Linked DNA regions of Zea mays: region 2 is linked to region 1. Evidence: chromatin contacts called from public Hi-C data. All regions are on one chromosome and are shown on one strand. The core of a region is the stretch at or near the end of the contact, and the rest is flanking DNA. Distances in the headings are between cores, read along the strand shown.

Evidence for each region. A called contact is a pair of places that touch in the nucleus more often than the background predicts.
Region 2: a Hi-C map of leaf shows a contact between it and region 1, with 6 times the contacts expected there. The contact joins the promoter of LOC100285291 here to the promoter of LOC103648564 in region 1. A contact is called at or near these places in 6 of 25 Hi-C or Micro-C datasets (bundle sheath, ear, leaf and 2 more).

The regions. Positions count from the first base shown.
Region 1 is chr2:38,128,336-38,132,389 of Zm-B73-REFERENCE-NAM-5.0, reverse strand. LOC103648564 (kelch domain-containing protein 4) reads left to right here and starts at 2,381. Exons shown (of 21, transcript XM_020548261.2): 1 at 2,381-2,559; 2 at 2,636-2,774; 3 at 3,054-3,137. The coding sequence starts at 2,643.
Region 2 is chr2:38,344,779-38,348,832 of Zm-B73-REFERENCE-NAM-5.0, reverse strand. LOC100285291 (BCL-2 binding anthanogene-1) reads left to right here and starts at 2,414. Exons shown (of 2, transcript NM_001158184.2): 1 at 2,414-2,771; 2 at 3,504-4,054. The coding sequence starts at 2,513. The coding sequence ends at 3,721.

The DNA.
Region 1 (4,054 bases), core at 1,132-3,631:
GCCCTGGAGTCGGGCGAGGCGGAGATCGTCGTCTTCCGGAGCCGAGGCTGAGTCCGAGCTTTGGGGTCGGGCGAGGCGGAGTTCGTCGTCTTCCGGAGCCGAGGCTGAGTCCGAGCCCTAGGGTCGGGTGAGGCGGAACTTCCTATGGCGCCCGAGGCCGGACTTGGCTGCTGTCAGCCTCACTCTGTCGAGTGGCACAGCAGTCGGAGCGGCGCAGGCGACGCTGTCTTCTTGTCAGGTCGGTCAGTGGAGCGGCGAAGTGACTGTGGTCACTTCGGCTCTGTCGACTGAAGAGCGCGCGTCATGATGAGGTGTAAGGCCATCCTTGCATTAAATGCTCCCGCGATATGGTCGGTTGGCGTGGCGATCTGGCCAAGGTTGCTTCTTGGCGAAGACTGGGCCTCGGGCGAGCCGGAGGTGTGTCCGTTGCTTGAGGGGGGCCCTCGAGCGAGACGTGAATCCTCCGGGGTCGGCTGCCTTTGCCCGAGGCTCGGCTCGGGCGAGGCGAGATCGTGTCCCTTGGGTGGACTGAGCCTTGACCTTAATCGCACCCATCAGGCTTTTGCAGCTTTGTGCTGATGGGGGTTACCAGCTGAGATTTAGGAGTCTTGGGGGTACCCCTAATTATGGTCCCCGACAACGGCAGCTACCGTTTTAACCAGATCGGGACTCCAGGAGCGTATGGGAGCGTGGTGATCCATTTTTTCGCAGTAAGGATAGCACCGGACACCCGCACCAATCAGGCAATCACTGTAGTGCGTGAAGGGGCCGACGACTGAAGCCCATTGCCAGCGTTTTGCTACGCATGGGAAAGGTGTGTCCACGCCTGAGATGGGTGGTGCTAACGCGCGGCCACGCGGGCCGGCCGACGGGGCCGACAGGTGAGCGGGCTTTCTTGTGATTGTGAAGTGCCGCACTGAGGCGGTTCACGCGAGTACGCGACACCGGCGACAGGTCGGCTCAGCGACTTGTGGCAGCGCGTGGTGGGGGGAGTGCGTGGCACCCAACATCGATATTTTTGTTTTGAGCCGCAATAAACTTTAGATTGGAACTAAACCGTAGTTCCGATCTAGAAATTACATACCATGTGTCTTGATTCAGTAAATAGGAACGAAGCCTGTCGCGTAGGACAGTTCGACAAGGCCGGAGGACCTGCCGGTTTGACGGAAAGTTGATGCAGATCTCTGATCCCACAGGAACGTTGAGGTAGAGCGTGCTGATAACGTGTTGAGAACTACGTTACCACGGATCACCAGATCCGCTCCATTCCCTCCCGTCAGCAGTAGAGGCGCAGGAAGCTGTAGAAAACCCGTCTCCCTTTTTATAAACACGATAGAGGAAACACACGAGACACAAGATATAGGGTTGAGTCTCTGACCTCTTTCTGATCCCTATTCCATATGAGGGGTACAGATTCTATATATAGATACGTGATAGCTCTTAGGACTATATTCGATATTTGACCACATAATCCTTCATTAGTGTTTTCAACAGATTGGTGGCCGCCAAAGGCATGCATGCAGCATTTGGCTTCTCCTACGCATGGGCATCCCTTGCATCGGCATGCATGTTCCATCCGTATGTACACGTCCAGCCCTGTAGCTGGTGCAGAAAAAAAATCGGGCCTAGCAGATATTTCCGGTATCGCAGAGTCTTATCAGATTAGATCCGAATTAAAATTGGTATTGAGTTTTGTTACGCGTAGAAACTACTCGGTTACTAGGCTTCGGACTAAAAGGACACTATCTTGGGTATTTTGTGCTTTAGGCTTCGAGCTCTTATTTTATGCCTAGTTCTAGAGTTGGTTGTCTAGGATGACAACGGGTACATATTCGTTGGGTACCATTCTATAATTGTATCCATAAAAAAATTCTCTCATTGGGTTACCCGTATATACTCGTGAATATAAAATCTTACTCATATTCATACCCAGACGGGTAATTTTACTCGTCAGGTAACCTTTACCCACTAGAAACGTCTTAAATTCCAATATATCAATCAATCAAAATATTAAAAGATATAAAAACAAGTTCAACTTCACATATAACAAATCATATGATTATATAACTTGGTAGCTAGACAAACGATAGCTAGAGAAGAGTTTTATTTTAGTTAAGATATGCTCTATTAGATAGTTATAGTGGCATTGATGCGAGTATATTTTACCCATGGATAGTCGGTTATAGGTAGTAACAGCTTGTATCTGTACCGTCTACGCAACAGGTAGATGTTCTTGCCCATTAGCATAACCGTAAATAGAGAAATCATCTTATATCTGTTTTCATATTGAGTAAAACGGTAAAACCCGTTAGATATTTAGGTTTGGGTACACATTTCCATCTCCAGTGAAGCTGGTGAATAAGAAAAAAAACCCCGGCCCAGTAGCGCACGGAGGAGCTACATGTAAACAGGCCCGGAAGCCGGAACAGTTGCTCTCCTAGTCCTGCACTCGCACCTCTTTGCCGTTTTCCTTCTCCCGTTCACCTCGCGCCGCCGCCGACCTACGCCAGTTGCACAGGTCTTCGTCGGCCGCTTTCCGGCGAAGAGCATTCGCGCGAGGTATGCCTGCCGCCTTGCGAATTCTATCCCCTTGCTGCTGTACTAAGCTGAACACCCGAGCCCATGTCCCCTGCAGGGAGGGGATGGGGAAGAAGCAGAAGAAGCCTGGGAAGGGGAAGGAGAAGACGGAGCGGAAGACAGCCAAGGGCGAGGAGAAGCGTGCCCGCCGGGATTCCCGCAAGGTCGGCGAGGAGGACGACATCGAAGCCATCCTTGTCGGTGTTCTCTCCTTCCTACCTCTTTCCATCGCGGCTTCGTTTTGCAGTACCAGCACGTACCAGCGGCGGCTGAAATCATCTACGCTGCTACGCTTTTGATGCTTGCGTGAATTTATGGCTTTTCGAACCCTTCCGCGTTGTTTTTAGCTGCGGGTCAGCTCTGTCTCTACTCGCTGCCCATGCATTTTGTGGCATTGCTGCTTTGCATCTGATAAGTTGCAAGTTGCAACCTTTGTATTTTCCCCCATTTGATGCACTTCTGCTGTCTATACTCAGAGGAGCATACAGAAGGAAGAAGCGAAGAAGGAGGTTCATGTGGAGGAGAATGTTCCCGCACCATCTCCTCGGTCCAATTGCTCGGTAAAGGCACCGCAAAGCTTCAAATGACTGAATTAAATTAGCATACTTCTGCACCTGCCTTATGGTACTTCTGTAATTCAGCTGGTCTTGTTGGGTTCTTAGAATTTATCATGTCTGAACTTATCGCTGAAAGCAAATGAGGTAGAGTGGAATTAGTGGATTGATTGATTGAGAGAGGTACTGCACAAGGGGTGTGGAGATCTTGTGATCTATAGAAACAACACCAACAAGGTCTCCTCAATTCTCTCCAACCAAAGATACATATTGCCGGCTGGCCATTAATGCCTGGGCGCTGGACCCATACATGCAAGCCATATATGGCCCTCTAACGCGCCCCCACGATCACATCCTTGGTAGATTGAACATTTAGATTGGACCGAAACTCCGTGGAGACTGACGAATGCAGCCCCATGGTGAATATGTCGGCAAATTAGGATTAGGGATGAAAGTGGATATCCGAATTGTTAGGACAAATTTAACATTTTAAAATAGATATCTATGAAAGATGATGTTGATCTTTTCTTATGTTATAAAACACAATATTACAAATAATAATGAAATTTTGCATAAATTGTTTTATGCATTATTTGCTCCCTACAACAAAAAGGTGAAAATATATATATCTGAATCCGTATCCTTATTTATATCCGAATTTTATATCTATCATTTGAGAAGATATATGATAAATTTGAGGTTTATCTTTTATGAATCTTTACAGGCTCAATGCTAAAAACAAGAATTTGCATAGCAGATTATATATCCTATTTATTCGCAATCAAAGAAGAAGACAAAAAATGATATTCGAATAAGTATCAATTTTCATCCATAATTGGGATGTCGTAGGCTCATGGAGGACATGAACATCGCCAAGTGCAACACGCTCCCGAACGAAATGTAGATCGATCTCCACATGTTTG
Region 2 (4,054 bases), core at 1,165-3,664, 220 kb before region 1:
AAAAAATCTATGCATTATACGCATACAAACAGCCCCTAAAACCTCTCAAAATTGTATCAACCATATCAATGAAATCGCTATGAAAATATCATTAGATTGATCAAATCAATTCGATTATGAGATATTTCAAATGCCTCTATTTTCATCTTCATCGTCGGTCATACTTTTAGAGATCTACAACTTTTATTTCGGTGGTTTCATCATACGAGGTCGTTTGAAAAACTCGAAAAATTAAGAATAAAAATGATTTCTAGTGACAGTTTTTTAAGAAACAGTCTGTAAAAACACGATTTTTAGTGACGGTTGATAACCGAATCCGTCTATAAAAATATACCGCACCGCAGTATTTGAGCCTTTTCCGTAGTGTTAGTGTCCCACAGTATCTACACGTAAAGTTTAAAAAAAACACGACAAATCGTTTGAAGTGCCTCAGATAGATAGCTGTGCTAACTGCTAATAATGATGAGAGCAAATGTATTTTATGTAACGCTTTCGCCAGTGCCGTAGCTATACATGATGTTCAATTATAAGTTGTTGACCTTCAAGCTAATAGTAACCTTGGTCTTTATGCTTTCAGTTTGAAGGCAGCCAGCCACCAAAAGTACGAACACCGCCTACTGACTTAATTACACGTATGCTTGTCTGACAAAGACTGTGTGTATGCATATTCATCGCGCAAAAGATATATAACTTCAATTTTTTTTAAGATAGATGTCTTGGACTTAGACCTGAGTCCAAACCCCTAAGGAAAACATGCATGTCAAAGCTAGCAAGCTAAGCCCCACATGTTAGCTTAACCACCGCTAAAGCCTGAACCATCATAACCATAAACTATACTGCTGATCAACCTTATCATGGGTTTGTTTAGTAAGATGCAGAGGTGTATGGTAGCTAGGTTACTATATACATATCTTCTTATTGCTCCTCCATCTAGCTAGTTCGCAAATACATGATTTAGACAGTAGGAACAAGGTTTAATTAATGGATACGAGTCAAACTTTTTTTAAAAAAAAACTTTGATTACGAATAACTTATCGACTAGCTAGTATGTAGTCTATAAACCTGAAGACAAAGTATGTACAGATTCGCCTTTTGAAAACGCTTCCATGCATATATAAAACAACATAATTTCGTTTGAATGTATGTCTGTTCCTAATAGAAAATTTGACACTAGCTGCTGTACAGTGCCAGTGTTTTGAAGATTGGTATCGCTGTCCAGAAGAGAGTAATATTTGCCAACTGGATGCATCGGATCGGAGTAGATTTCAGCTACAAACAACGAGCTAACAGGTATATAGGAAGCGGACGTACGTACGAGCTCTGAACAATTAATATAATCATCACACGCCCATCATCTTAATTTTTCTTGTTCGTTCCCTGTTATTGTGCTGTTCATCAAATATTCAATACACAAATGCAAAGAAGGCGCAATTATGCAGGCGTGTGCTTGTTGTCTTATCAGTGGCGAGCATCGGGCGCGGGACACCGGCCGGAAAACTTGCGCGCGCCCAACCGCCGGCCGGCCATTATTAGAATAAATAAACTCCGGTAGGTTCGCGCCCTACGACGACGACGACGACCAGGACGGCGGCCCCGCCCGCCCTAATCATCATCGTGCTCCTGCATGCACTGCGTTGCGGGCGGGCGCGCGGCCCCATGCGTGCGTGCACTTTGCCAACTCTCCCAGCTCCCATTTGGGCGTCGCGTTGCGCAACGCATGCAGGGCAATATTCCGTCCACCCTCTTTATTCTAATGGCAGCTGTGAAAAGGCTCAGATGTGAAAAACAGCTCCCATTTGGTTCTCGTGTCTGTCCAAAGGCTCAGATGTGAAACGCAGCTAGACACATCTGGCATCTCTCCTAATAAGCGTGCATGAAGAAACGGTGTGTGATATGATTTAAAGACGAGCCAGTCTATGTCTGAACTATGATTCTATGAACCGGGGATAAAGCTGGCTGTTCCGCGAGCATGCATGCTGCATGCGTGCGTTCCTGTCAGTAGAAGTTCCCGGTTCGTTAAGATTCACATTAATTGACGCGCTCGGTGTATTTTTTTGAGCTTCAATCTGTCGGCAACTGCATGTGCTACGTACAGTACAGTACAGTACAGTACAGAGTGTTGGAGCAAAAAGACGTGGAGAGCGCGCGAGAACCGGCGGCCCACCTGTCAGACCTGTGCAAACCGGACCGGACTGACCCAACCCAAGACCCAAGTTGTCGCGCCTTTTGTGAGGTGAGGTTGCCGCTTTGGACTTTGGCACTTTGCGAGAGGATTTCTTTTAAACAAACGCACGCTCGTAAAGCTTGTCCTTTGCAGGCCGAGAGGCCGACCCGACCCCCTGTCCCCCTCCTACTACTTCCCCCTCCCTCCTACCCCGGCCCTATATATGCAAAGTGAACCCTTCTTCTACGGCCACACCGGCATTCCACTGCTGCTATCTGCTCCGCACACTCCATTGCTAGCTGTAACGCACTGCAAGAAAGAGCTAGCTAGCTCACCGTCGTTACGAAGATGATCAAGCTGAGGTACCCTAAGAAGCTGTTCAGGAGGAGCTCCTCCAAGGGCAGCAGCACTACCAGCAGCAGCAGCAGCAGCGACGGCGATGCCGCCGGCAGCGCCCGCGGCGGGGAGATCGAGTGGGAGGTCCGGCCGGGCGGCATGCTGGTGCAGAAGAGGGACGACGGCAGGGGGCACGTGGACGTCATCACCGTGAGGGTCGCCACCGGCTTCTCCTGGCACGACGTCTCCGTCGTGGCTACCTGCACTTTTGGTCAGTACTCAGTACTCTACTCATTTGCTCGCCAAATCTCTCTCGTACTTATCTGCTGTACAAAGGAATGGAAATCAATCTTTTTCGTAGCACGTCATTAAAGAGGCCATATGCATGACTCCATTAATTGATTGATGAGTTGTAGTCTCCTGAATCCTTCTGATGGATACTACACTTAATGCTGGAAGCGTGAGAATAAGCTAGCTGCGACAAGATCACAAGAACTAAACAGCTCAATAATACTACAGATTTACTCCACACAACCTAGCTATACATAGTTTTGTTTACTCAGCCAGATCCAATTAATCGGCATTATTGTCGACCCGGCCTTCTGACTGAGCGAGTTCACCACTCCACGAGCATCGTCACCTACTTCAGCAATAAAATGACTGACGAGTGCGTGCAGTGTCACCAGGCCCGCCCTCAAGCCCTCAACAACTCCACAAGTATCACTGGGTTGTCCTGCCTGTCCATGTAGGAGCATAGCAATAGAAAACACAGACAATGGCATGGGCTAGCTAGCTTGTCTGCAGTCTCTGCACAATGACCAATATGTCGATCTGCATAGCTACCTGCAAGTGCACGATGACGATCCTGCGTGGAACCTTCCTCTCCCTTGTCGTCGGTTCGCCACCTATTAGCATGCGATGAGCTGTCACACAATTGTAGAAGAAATATATTCTAATAATTATTTAACGCGTGCAGTGTGGGCGTGCAAAAAAACGATTGCAGGTGAGCTGAAGGCGGTGCTGTGGAAGATGACAGGGCTGGAGCCTCGGGAGCAGAGGCTCCTGTTCAGGGGCAAGGAGAGGGAGGACGGCGACCACCTCCACATGATCGGGGTGAGGGACATGGACAAGGTGCTGCTCCTGGAGGACCCTGCCCTCAAGGACATGAAGCTCCGGGCCGGGCTCACGGCGGCGTATCGTCAGACTTTCATCAGGGTGTAATAGTAGGCTTAGGCTTGCCGCCCCCGCCCCCTAATTAACTGTGATGCATGATAGAGAGAGAGAGAGAGAGAGAGAGTAAACGAACCAGTATCGTGTTTTCGGCTGCTCAGCTGGGTCGGTGAACGACTGCCTGCCTGTTGAAGAGAAGCCACTGCTTGTTTTTGTTTATGTTTAGCTGTGTCTTTTGTCATTTTTGCAGGGTAGAGAGATGAATCACGTACGCTGAGTTTTTACTGGCCTAGCTAGCAAGCTCCACACACGTACAGTTTCGACTTTTGATTGAAGGGCTTCCCAGTCCCAGGCTCCAGCAGCACCTGATATGTGGACACATTC